2 separate regions of the Hordeum vulgare genome follow, and region 1 is linked to region 2. A link is a contact called in public HiChIP or PLAC-seq data. All regions are on one chromosome and are shown on one strand. The core of a region is the stretch at or near the end of the contact, and the rest is flanking DNA. Distances in the headings are between cores, read along the strand shown.

What was found. HiChIP or PLAC-seq counts read pairs in DNA pulled down with a chosen protein or histone mark.
Region 1: a contact with region 2 is called in an H3K4me3 HiChIP or PLAC-seq map of embryo, with 4 times the contacts expected there. The contact joins the promoter of LOC123402736 here to the promoter of LOC123403741 in region 2. A contact is called at or near these places in 1 of 6 Hi-C or Micro-C datasets (seedling) and 1 of 1 datasets of contacts at active chromatin or transcription factors (embryo).

Annotation. Positions count from the first base shown.
Region 1 is chr6H:502,288,912-502,295,199 of MorexV3_pseudomolecules_assembly, forward strand. It overlaps LOC123402736 (ATP synthase delta chain, chloroplastic-like), which reads right to left and starts at 3,465. Exons shown (of 2, transcript XM_045096688.1): 1 at 2,625-3,465; 2 at 1,808-2,068. The coding sequence starts at 3,381. The coding sequence ends at 2,632. It overlaps TRNAW-CCA (a tRNA gene), which reads right to left and starts at 1,100; the gene lies at 1,029-1,100.
Region 2 is chr6H:502,102,425-502,108,707 of MorexV3_pseudomolecules_assembly, forward strand. It overlaps LOC123403741 (alpha-galactosidase mel1-like), which reads left to right and starts at 2,190. Exons shown (of 14, transcript XM_045097654.1): 1 at 2,190-2,306; 2 at 2,429-2,591; 3 at 2,690-2,947; 4 at 3,171-3,345; 5 at 3,471-3,532; 6 at 3,645-3,808; 7 at 4,090-4,187; 8 at 4,293-4,351; 9 at 4,446-4,580; 10 at 4,666-4,886; 11 at 4,978-5,137; 12 at 5,362-5,443; 13 at 5,520-5,567; 14 at 5,664-6,004. The coding sequence starts at 2,242. The coding sequence ends at 5,881. LOC123403739 (pentatricopeptide repeat-containing protein PPR5 homolog, chloroplastic) reads right to left here. Exons shown (of 2, transcript XM_045097653.1): 2 at 6,248-6,283. LOC123403742 (a long non-coding RNA gene) reads right to left here and starts at 5,757. Exons shown (of 2, transcript XR_006611545.1): 1 at 5,578-5,757; 2 at 4,829-5,115.

The DNA.
Region 1 (6,288 bases), core at 2,215-4,714, 190 kb after region 2:
ACACTGCCATTTTACCTAGAACTAGACCTAACACAAACACAATGCAAACCATCACAACATTCATATATTTTCCCTTCAGAGCTTCAATTTCTGCATCCTTTTCCTTCAACTGAAGTTGCAGAGCTTCAATTTCTGCATCCTTCTCCTTCAACTGAACTTGCACTGCCTCAATTGCATTTGATTTTGCTTCTTCATGTACAACACCCAGCATTGGACATTCATCATCAACTCCAGCAGCAGAACCTATTCCCCTGAGCCTCCAAACCTCATCCTTCAAATTTCCAATGAGATCACTAAATTTTTTTGGAAGCTCCGGATCATGCCATTCAACATAGCCACACCCACCATGCTATCCATTCAAACAAAATCAATCACAGCAATTAGAAACGGATAGGAGCAGAGGAAGAACAGACATGAACAGCAACAACTTACCATGGCATCCACGCAGGCATAGTATCTCCTCCCGGGATTGTGCTTGCTCCACGAGATCTATCGGGGGGCCTTCCAGGGAGGATTGCAGCGGCACTTCTTCTCCGGCTCGTAAGCTTACCATGGCATCCACGCAGGCATAGTATCTCCTCCCGGGATTGTGCTTGCTCCACGAGATCCATCGGGGGGCCTTCCGGGGAGGATTGCAGCGACACTTCTTCTCCGGCTCGTAAGCTTACCATGGCATCCACGCAGGCATAGTATCTCCTCCCGGGATTGTGCTTGCTCCACGAGATCCATCGGGGGGCCTTCCGGGGAGGATTGCAGCGGCACTTCTTCTCCGGCTCGTAAGCCATTGCGTCCTCCCTGTAGGGCACAGGGGACCTCGACTCCATGCCCCTCCGTCCACTTGCTCGACGGAATCCCGGAGCAGAAGATGCCCACGAAGACCAAGACATCGCACGCCGCCGTCACCGTGCTCTCCCTCACTGACTGCCCTCCGGGATTACCACTTCAGGGTTCGATCTCATCATCGTCTACCAGTTCAAGGTTTTTTTTGGACTTTTTCCAAAAAGGAACCAGTTTAGAATCGGGGGTATTGAACCCGACGTGAATCGAACACGCAACCTTCTGATCTGGAGTCAGACGCGCTACCATTGCGCCACGGATCCGGTGTGCTGATGGTCATTAATTAAGCTATATATCATGCTAATTACACTCAGCCTGGACGTGTTATTTTTGCATATCCTTTGCAGGTTTCGCACATGGTTAAGGAGCCAACGTCTTGTCATATAGTGGGCTTAAACATCTCCCAGATGTCCGAGAAGCCACATGCCTTACTTATGATGATGACCGCCTTGATCACGTCTATAGAAAAACATATTAATATCTAGAGCACTAAATTAGTCTCATAAGATTATTTATGAAATACTCCTCTCTGTAAACTTTTATAAGACCGTTGATCTTACCGCATTTTTCTGTAGAAGCAGGTCAAACTTAAACAAGTTTGACTTAAGAGAAACCTAGAACTCAATTATTTTGGAACGGAGGGAGTAGATAAGTGCATGAATACAATTCACAGAACTCCTTTGAAGGGTGTGGCCATGACTAAAGCAATGCAGGAAGACACAATACTGATTGGGGATGGGACTTCAGAACAATTACACAGCAGAGTGGCAAAGACACAGAACTGCGTACTTGTAGGAGCAGCAGAAGCAAAACAACTGAACAGCTACACCTGACGCCTTTTTGAGTGTAAGCCATGGATGAACACGATGAAACGGAAATACAGAACGCAACATGATCTTGGCTGCCACTTGATAGCAATGCCGGATCCTATACACGTCTACAAACAACTTCATCGGCGGATACATAGCTATACATGTTGTTAAACTTCATTGCCTGAACTTGGAGGAGCGAACTCTGCTATAGTTGAGTATTTTGGGGCATATTGTTATTACAAGATCTCAACAGCACAAAGGCAAAAAAGAAATTACAATGGCTGGCTCCTGCCAAAAAAATGATTTATGTCATTACTATTTTTTGCAGAAAAGAATGCCCTCCTCCCTCCGTCACATCTCCAGGTCTGAAGAAGATCAACGCTCTTATCGGGTGTTGCAAATCCTTGTGACAGCAATTACTGCAAAAGAATGGAAAACCATCACAGGTTAAAATGTTAAATGGATAGTTCTCAAAAGATAAGCCGGCAGTTCACCTAATTTAAACTGAAAGACTGGAACTTCAGGCTTAAGAACATTCTTCTACGAATGCACATTCCTAATGCAGCAAACGTTTGCAGCTGCAAACGCTCAAACTAGTGACATTGGTGTTGATGTGGACTGAATTTATCTGAATTGTAAAGAGATAACGCTCTCCAAGTTACAATGTACTCCGTATAAACAAACACTTGTTGTCGAGGTTATGCAGTGCATATGTGTACATGGACCTTTTGACTCTACTGACAACAATCTAACAAAAAATTGTGTCTCCGTTTCCCCTTTGGTTGTAGTAGTTCCAATCTGATTTGCAGGTTGGTTTCCCTCTTGTGCACAGCACACAGTACAGAAATTTCTCCTGTGAAATTCAAAAGGAGTTGACACAACTACAGATGCTGGAACCAAGTTATGTATTTTAACATTTCACCGGATAATAATGATACAGAAGAAGATGTATAGAGACGGCAGAAAAAAGAGGACCTAAGCATCAGACTTCGAGGTTAACGGAGGGCATCTCCAACTCGGAGGTGATCTCCGCGATCTGCTTGCGGACGCTCATGTCGATGAAGTTGGAGCTGTCGCGGCCGTACTGCACGGTGAATCCGGCGATGAGCTCCGGGTCGAGGCGGGTCTTGATCCGGACGTTGGCGGCGCCGGTGATGTTCTGCACGTGCGTGGCGATCTGCGCGAGGTCCTGCGACTCGAGCTGCACGACGGAGGTGACGACGGCCTCCTCGGTGCCGGTGAGCGCGTTGTAGGCGGTCTCGAACTCGCGCACGATCTGCGGCATCAGGCCCGCGCGGGTGTTGTCGATGACGACGTTGAGGAAGTTGACGGTGTGCGGCTGCAGCTCCGACGACTTGGCGATCTCGTCGATGAGCGCCGTCTTCTCCTCGCGCGGCACGGTGGGGTTGTCGAAGAACTCGGCGATGGCCTCCTCGGCGAAGATCTTCTCCAGCTTCTCCATGTCCGCGACGGTCGCGTCGAGGAGGTCGCTCTCGGCGGCCACCTCCGTGAGCGCGGTCGCGTAGTTCTCGGCCGCGGCCTCGGCGCCGGCGGCCCTGGGCCTGCCGAGGTCGCCGCGGCGGCGGCGGGGCGCGGCCAGGCGGAGGGACGGGAGCCCGCGCGCGACCGCGCAGGCGAAGGAGGCGGCGCGGGGCGCGGCGGCGGACGAGGGCGACGCGGCCGCGGCCGCGGGGCAGAGCGTGACGGAGGAGGCGAGGCGGAGGGCGGCCATGGCTCGCTCGCGCGCGCGCGTCGTGGAGCGTGGGGTGGGGAGTGGTGCGGAGCTGGCTTGGCTGCCTTTGGTAGTTTGGTCTGCTCTCTGGTGGGAAGAGGAGAGAGGGAGAGGGGTTTGGGTGGGGAATGGACGGGCGGGATCCGGTGGCTGCGAGATCGGACGGCGGAGGGGGGCCGTCGGCGTCCCGCGTGGCCGGAGATGTGTGGCCTGCGGTGGGATGAGGTGGATAAGAAATGGATGACCGTGTGCAACGATGACAGGATAGAGGCGGCACCTGGAGATCATCAGGCTTCAGACAGCGGGGTTTTCAGTCACCTGTTTATTCGAATAATTCAGATGTGTATTCATAGGTTTCGAAAAGGAAAATTCAAACAAATTGGACCATGGACTTGCCTGAAGAAATCCCGGCTTTGCGGAAATTTGCGCAAAATATAGAAGGACGAAATTCAGTCACGGGCTGAGCAAACAACACAAATAATTGTGATCTAAAATGAGAAAATTGCAGCAACGCTATCTGGTGTTGTGGATCATCGTATATTTGTTCTTCTTGGTTTATAGGAAGAACAAAGGAGGGAGCTTCTCTCTCTCAAACACACAAAAAAAGGTAGGGAGCTCCCCAGTTCCGTTACATTGAAATGAAACCACCAAGTCATTTTACATCAAAGTCTAGCAGAAACATGAAGCCCCAACAGCCTTTTCTTCCTTTCCTTTTTTTCCAGAGCGCAATCCTACACACATACTCCCTCCGTTCCTAAATATAAGTCTTTTAAGATATTTCATTAGGGGTCTACATACGGAGCAAAATGAGTGAATCTACACTCTAAAGTATGTCTATATACATCCGTATGTAGTTCACTAATGAAACCTCTTTAAAGACTTATATTTAGGAACGGAGGGAGTACATTATATGTGATTTATTTTGGTACACTATTTTTTTAAAGCAATAAAATATGTTGCACTTAAACCTGATGTGCAGCTAGTTTGCTGTTCACTTGCTAGGAATCTGTGCAGGATATAGGAGGAGGCAACTCAGTCCTGGGCTGAACAAAGCAGCACAAATAACCGTATGATCTAAAATGAGAAGATTGCGCCAGCACTATTTGGTCCTATGGATCATTATATATTTTCTGTGTTGCTTTTATAAAAGAACGGTGAAGGGGTTTCACTAAAATGAAACCACCAAGTCTTGTTTACATCACCGTCCAGAAGAAACATAAGGCCTTTTTCTTTTCTTTTTGTTCAGGTTGCAATCTCTTGGGAGATCCTACTTATGTGGGTTGTAAGCAGATGATCGTTTGAGGCCTTTTAAGCAGCTCAAAAGAGGTGCAGAAGCCCACTATCCATTAGGGTTATGACCTAGGATCATTTTGGTCTTTGCATGTGAGTGGATGGGGATGCTTTACCCTCCATCCAGCAGCCACCATCAAGGATGACAAAAATCAGTTCAACCTCCATTGGAGAAGAATAGAGAAACCAAGTGAGAAAGGGAAGACGAGAAAGATTGAAGGAAGAAGCAAAGGGAGCTCCTCCCCAAGGTTGTGATGATTCAGATCCACTATCTTGTCTCCTTCAAGGTGCGGTTCCACCATCTTTGGTGAGATTGTTCCAATCCCTAGCTCCTGAACCCCAAATCATGTTGTGTTCATTCAAGATTCAGTGATCTTGATGTATGAGATCATCGAGTGCTATCTAGAGAAGAAACTTGGTGTATCCCACATTTGATAATAGTGGAAGAGGATTTGGGTGGCTTCGGCCCATGGTTTTCCCCCTCAAGCTGAGGGGTTTTCTACGTAAAAATCCGGTGTCTCTTTTTTTGATGTTTGTTGCTGTCCAGAAAGTCACTCCTGCCACAAGACAATTGTCCGAGGAGCGTCTTGTGTGATGAGTAACATTTTTCCTCCATATATGCTGCCACATATGTTTCCTTCTATGCTAAGCAACGATCCTTGAGTTAGTACATGATGTGATGTACAGATTATTTTGTTTCTGACGCAGTTTTCGGTTAACCACAAGTGCATTTGTGTGTTAATTCCCAACAAAGTGGCATCGGAGCCTTGCCTGCTTAGAAGGTTGCTAATCTCAGTTGCTTGATTGTTGTTGGAAGTGCTGCTCACAAGGGTTGAAGCATTGGTGAATGATATGTATGTGGTTAACCTATCTCCCTCAGTTCCTCTTGCAGGTGATATTCCTCGAAGAGTTTGGTCAAGGAAGGAGGTATCATACAAGCACCTGAAGGTCTTTGGTTGCAGGGCATTTGTACATGTCCCAAGGGACGAAAGATCCAAGCTTGATAGCAAGACAAAGCAGTGCATCTACCTCAGCCAACCGAGTGAAGACTTCGGCTACAGGTTGTGGGATCCAGCCAACAGAAAAATTGTGACAAGCTGGGATTTGATGTTCATTGAGGATGAGACAATAAAAGATATCGGCAAACCAGAGAACACTACAGGAATTAGCTTCTTTGCCGTCTGCCATCACAGACGGCAAAGAAAACTCCTGTCGGCAAAAATTCTGCGTCAGCCTACGACGGCATTGTAGCTTCTTTGCCGTCAGCCTCAACGAAGCGGACGGCAAAGAGCTTTGCCGTCAGCTTTTCATAAGAGCAGTCGGCAAAGATGTCGAGACGGCAGCCGACATGCGTTGCCTCCGTTAGGGGCTAACGGAGGCTTTGCTGTCTGCCTCACCCTCTTCTTTGCCGTCTGCCTCCACCTCCTCCCCCCTCCACTCTTTCCCGTCTGCCTCCACCTCCACTCTTGGCCGTCTGCCTCCACCTCCTCCCCACCTCCACTCTTTGTCGTCTGCCTACCCTGTTGGAATTATGCCCTAGAGGCAATAATAAATATAGTTATTATTATAATTCCTGTATCAAGATAATCGTTTATTATCCATGCTATAATTGTATTG
Region 2 (6,283 bases), core at 940-3,439:
AGGTAGTGCAAAACCACCACTTAATCTTAGCAAGATCACATGCACTCACAACACCACAACACTACTCCTATCAAACTCAAATGCAACATGATCATGGCATGCAATCATAAGTATGGCAAGGAATGATATGTAATTCATGCATGCAAGGGAAGTAAGCGCTAGGGAACACACATGGATTCAAAGCACGAAAGATATCCTCAAGGTTTCTGACAAGGTGGCCCCACATGGAAGGTTACAAGAAAGGAAAGTCTACACTTGGGGCATTACACTGGGGGCGTGAACGCCATCGAAGTTCTCTTTAAAATGGTGACCAAGATGTCCACATACCGCGCACCAATCGGGAAGTCGTTCATATTTGAGGATAAACCATTGTCTTTCCTTGGCTTTTACCACCGAGATTGCATTCTTTAGGGGCTTCTAGACGTTGATTTTCACCCTTACACGGTAGAAGTTGCCTTCAAAATCATGTGACCTCGGATCAGCATAGATGTACTCACCCACCTTACCAGCAAGAGATTTGATCATGGGGTAATAGCCGTCAGGTAGGTCATGAATTTGGATCTAGATAACCATCATGTCCAGATTGATCTTGGATGGCTTTGTAAACCCATCATACTCAGCTAGCACCACCGCACTCCCCTTGAAAGTCCATGGACCTTCATCCATGACGCGCTCCCAATCTCCCAGGCAAGAAAACTGGAGTGTGTATAGGTTTTCCTCGAGCGGACAGATTGCTACCTCTTGTGCCTAATCCCATGCAACTCTCATGTTGTGAAAAAACCAGTACTTGTTGTAGCTTTTCGGGGTATGAACCCTAGCTATGGCCATCCACCTTGTAGATGGCCGCACAGTCTGTTCCTCTTCAAAAATCACATCATCGACATCATCCTCCGTGATGCGTAGATTCTGCATCATCTCATCAACATACTTCACACCTGATCCCGAACCAGAGGTTGAGTTCGACATCGCTAGAAACCCTAGCCTGACGAAACAGCAGATCACCGGGTGGATAAACCCTAACAGGCCTAGGACTCACCCCAGGCGTCACCAGAAATAGTCCGACGACGAACCTAGGCGGGGGCTGGCGAGGGGACGGGTGGATCTCTACGACGGCTGAAAGTCGCCGAGAGGAAGGAGAAACCCTAACATGAGGGGACGACGACTTGGTGATATTGTTGAGAATTAGATAACTCCTAGGGAGTTTAGTGATATACTCCCTCCATTCCTAAATATATATTTTTTAGAGATTTCGTTAGGAACTACATATGAAGTAAAATGAGTGAATCTATACTCTAGAGTGTGTCTATATACATTTGTATGTATTCCGTTAGTGAAATCTTTCAAAAACTAATATTTAGGAAGGGAGGGAGAGTTCTTTTTTTGAGACAATGGAGGGAGTAGTATATTTGTATGGCGATGCTCCTCCATCAAATGGGCCTACCTCGCAGCCCTCCATTGAGCCCAAGATGCGTGGAGACCCAACCGGTCCCTAGCATCGTATCTCAGAGCATCTCCAACAGTTGCATAAAAGTTTCGCGTTAGTGTAAATTTTGAAGCGCGCAAAAGCCCACACCCCAAATATGTTGCATGATAGCGTTTTTTCGTGCGTGCCAAATTTCTTCAACAATTTTACAGCATGTTGTAGTTGTCCGACGCACAAAAAACGAATAGTTTGGCACGCAGAGCGCTTTTTAGGCTGTTGTTGGAGAAGCGCTGACCGAGCGCCGGCGTTGTCACAACTTGGGCCGTCGCCGCCACCGCATGATTACATGATGTGGTTGTCCAGCTCGCCCGCCGGGAACGGCACCGACTCATGGGGACCCCTCCGGCAGGTGCGCTGATGTGCTTCCGGGCCTCCCGCGACTGACACATGGACTCTACAATCTACATGTGGCCCGCGGCTGGATGATCGCATGGATAAAATCCAGATAACCAGGGAGAACGGAAACCATGGAGTTTCGACAGCGCAACGCTAGGGTACACGGTACACCCAACCAACCCAGGACCACCATGCCACCGGCCGTATCCCCTATCCAGCCGAAACGAGCGCGCACACCGGGTTCTTGCTTCTTATCCCGTGCAAGGTGTGACCCGATCTCCACACGTGCGTAGGTGTGACCCGATCTCCACTCCACACTCCACAGTCCACAGTCCCACTCCAATCGCCCCCGCCCGCCTATATATTGAGCTCCCAACCCTCCCTCGTCAGCCACACCCACCACCAACACCTCGATCATCTCCATGGCCATGGGAGCCTCTCCTCGCGTCCTCTGCGTCATCGTCCTCCTCGCGTCCCTTCTTACCTGGTCCGTCCTCCCCCTCGACGCATGATGTTGCAACGCAGCAGCTAATCATCTGTCTGTCTCAAACATTTTTCTTATCTGAATCTGTATCCATTCTTGATTGCGATCATGTTACATGCTTTCAGGGGCTCTTGCGATGCGGCCGGAGACGGCCGCCGGCAGCAGCTCACCATGCTGCCGCCGAGGGGGTGGAACTCGTACGACTCCTTCTCCTGGACCATCGATGAGGCCGCCTTCCTCCACAACGCGCAGATCATGGCCGACAAGCTGCTCCCGCACGGATACCAGGTCGGTTGGTTCATATACGTATAGCTCATGGTTTGGATCATCATGCGTTCCCCTCACACTCTCTCACTCTATATATATGTGTATATGCATGCGTGCAGTACGCGGTGATCGACTTCCTGTGGTACCGGAAGAACGTCAACGGGTCGGGGAAGGACTCGTACGGCTTCGACAGCGTCGACCAGTGGGGCCGCCCGTTCCCGGACCCCGAGAGGTTCCCGTCCTCCGCCGGCGGCAAGGGGTTCAAGCACATCGCCGACAGGGTCCACGCCATGGGCCTCAAGTTCGGCATCCACCTCATGAACGGGATCAGCACCCAGGCCGTCAACGCCAGCACCCCCGTCCTCGACGTCCACACCGTATACTACTCTCCTCAATCTTGGACCTTTTTTCTCTTTTCTTTTCGTTTTTAGAATGGAATAATAACCGATCTCCGTTTTCATCGTCAAAATCCACTTACTTGGCAGTTAATACGCTTAGGCCGTAAGAAAAGAAAAATCCTGTTGTGAATCTCCTCCCAGAGAGCTAGCGCATATTTGAGGACCCAGTAGACAACATAAGAGAGAACATGATTTTACTCAGGGAAAAGCATACGTGGAGGACGGCCGGCAATGGACGGCGCGCGACATAGGCATCACCCACAGGACCTGCGCGTGGATGTCCAACGGGTTCATGAGCGTGAACACCGACGTGGGGGCCGGACGAGCCTTCCTGAGGTCTCTTTACCAGCAATACGCCGATTGGGGCGTCGATTTCGGTAAGCTGCATGCCAACTCCGGGTCCAGCTCCAAAACTCCATAGCATTTTCCAGTTACTACATTATTCTGAATTTCAGGAAGAAACTGTTGCTAACATGATGCACCAAACTGTTGCCGTTTGCAGTGAAGGTAGATTGCATCTTCGGCACGGACTACAGCCCCAAGGAGATCGTGGCTGTCTCAGAGGTACGCATGCAATGTAGCCGCTACACCCATTCTGGGATCACAATCGGTGGTGAGTGGTGGCCTGTTGAAATCAGTCCATGCGTATGAACACATTGTGTTTCGTTAACTGCAGACCCTGAAAGAGCTCGAGCGGCCGGTCATCCTGTCCATCTCCCCCGGAACAGAAGCCACTCCGGCACTAGCCGAGAACATCAGCCAGCACGTTGACATGTACAGGATAACGGGGGACGACTGGGACAACTGGAAAGATGTTCGCCCGCATTTCGACGTCGCCAGGTAGGCAGTAAGCATCAGATAAGTCATACTCCCTCCGTACCTAAATATAAGTCTTTTAAGATATTTCATTAGGTGTCTACATACGAAACAAAATGAATTAATATATACTCTATATACATCTGTATGTAGTCCATTAGTGAAACCTCTAGAAAGACTTATATTTAAGAACGGAGGGAGTAGATATGATGATATGCATCTGGTAGCTGTTACTTGTAATCTCTAGTAAAAAATCAGTGAGCTTATTGTAACTTCTTCGCCTGCATATATATGATGATATCCAGATCATTCGCCGATGCGAATAAGATCGGCGCCACCGCACTGCGAGGAAGGTCTTGGCCTGACTTGGACATGCTTCCATTCGGCAGGCTTACTGATGCAGGTGATCATTCGCACCATATAAACCTTTGTGACATTGTTTTGTTGTTGTAATGCGCGGCTCAGACTAATCAATCACTGGAAAATGCTTGATCTTTCTGTCATACAGGTGTTAACCAGGGCCCTCACAGAAGCACCAACCTTACATTTGACGAACAATTAACACAGGTTTGCATTGCACTTGAAGAAACTTCATTGTCTGTTTCTCAAGCTGCAGCCCAAAGTCTTACCACATTTCTTGCAAACTGGCATGACCTTGCAGATGGTACTTTGGTCGATGGTCAAATCTCCCCTCATGTATGGAGGGGACTTGAGGCATCTCGACGATGAAACATTCAATCTGATCACCCACCCTACTCTACTGAAGATCAATCACCACACTAAAAACAACATGGAGGTAAAGTAAATTTTAATCCGAGCCTGGAGATTCCTGCTGCAGCATATATTGAACATGGCGAGCTAACTTGTGTATGTATTTACAGTTTGGTGATATTCACAGCGAAAGGACTTCAGAACCCAATGAACAATCTGGACGCTCGGACCTGGCAAACAATGGTGGGACTGTTCTTGGTCTCAGTACCTGCAGCGACAAGAGAGCCAGCGGATGGTACAGTTCCTCAAATGATCAAATTTGCAGAAGCTATGGAATCCAGAATCGCAATGCCTCATTTTGCATATCTAAAGCAAAACTTCGTCAAACTGTGTAAGTGCCATGCGACGAAACAATTCATGAAAGGAAGCAGTACTCAAATTTTCACTTGTACGTATGATCCACACATATTAATGTTATCCAGGGATGGAGTCACCATGAGGAATGAGGAAGACCAAGCGAAGTTTCATCTGGCGGGTATGGACACCGATGATGGTTGCTTGGATGCATCTGCCAGTCCATGGCGAACAAGCTCAGCGAGTCGGACTCCCATGTTCTCGACCTGCGAACGGCATTCGAAGCAGGTAAATGAAGCACACACATTGGTATCCTAGTAAAAGAAACGGGATCCATATAGGCTGAGGCTGATTTCCAGTGTTTCTTGGAGCTTTATCATGAAGTTGCTTGATTCGCTTAGCTATTTACCACCTGGCACAACAGCCAGAAAATGGGCTGTTATTCATTAACTTTGGTAGTGAATTTATGCCGCGATTGCTCATATTTTGCCAATAAAAACCGAGAACTGCAGGTCTGGGAGCTAACGGAGAATGGACACCTTGTAAGCAGCTACTCAGGATTGTGTGCTACAGTGCACTCCAGCAAGGAAGGAGGTATAAGTTACTCCATAGAGTCACCGCAAATTAATTGCTATTTTTACCTAAGTAGGACTCTTGTTTGATGCAACAGAGAGTGAAACTACTGGAGCACGAGCATGGACAGCAACTGGAGACAAAGGTAATTTTACCTAAGCAGCATGCTTCTTTGCCAATGCACACATGGCGAATAAGCATCCCTTTTCTTTGTGCTGATTCTTCGTCTTCCATGGAGCAGGAGAGATCTACGTGGCCTTCTTCAACCTTGACACTGCGAGCAGGAAGATCGCTGTAAGGGTGCCGGATCTAGAGAAGGTTGCAGGGAGAAAGTTGGCAAGGAAACACCTGTGCACCTGCACTGAAGTCTTGAGTGGAAAGAGCCGGAGTCTCATGAAGGGGGACATCTCAGCGGTGGTGAGCTCACATGGCTCCATGTTGTTTGAAATCCAGTGTTGAAGTCTCCCTAATGTTGGCAGTTCATCTTGGAACTTGGAAGCATAGGACGTTTGGGTGTAATTTATCTAGTTGTTGGCAATCCTTTGTACAACATACTTCTAATAAAGTAAGCATTTTAATCAATACTAGCAATGTGTGTGTGCAGTGTATGTGTTGACAAATGTATACTACTGAAAGTATCAAATCTAACTAAAGCACCAAGACATATAAATTCCAAAACTTCAGAATGTCAAATTCTGAGATGTGAGGGATGAGGGTTTCTTCCAAATACTGATCTAGTCCATAACAAACTGTTAAACATGTGGCACCCCTCTGAAACACAGCCAAGACTATCACTAGTAACAAAAGGTATAGCAAGGCCATTGGTGAAACAAAAATGCTACTGTGATTTTATAACACAAC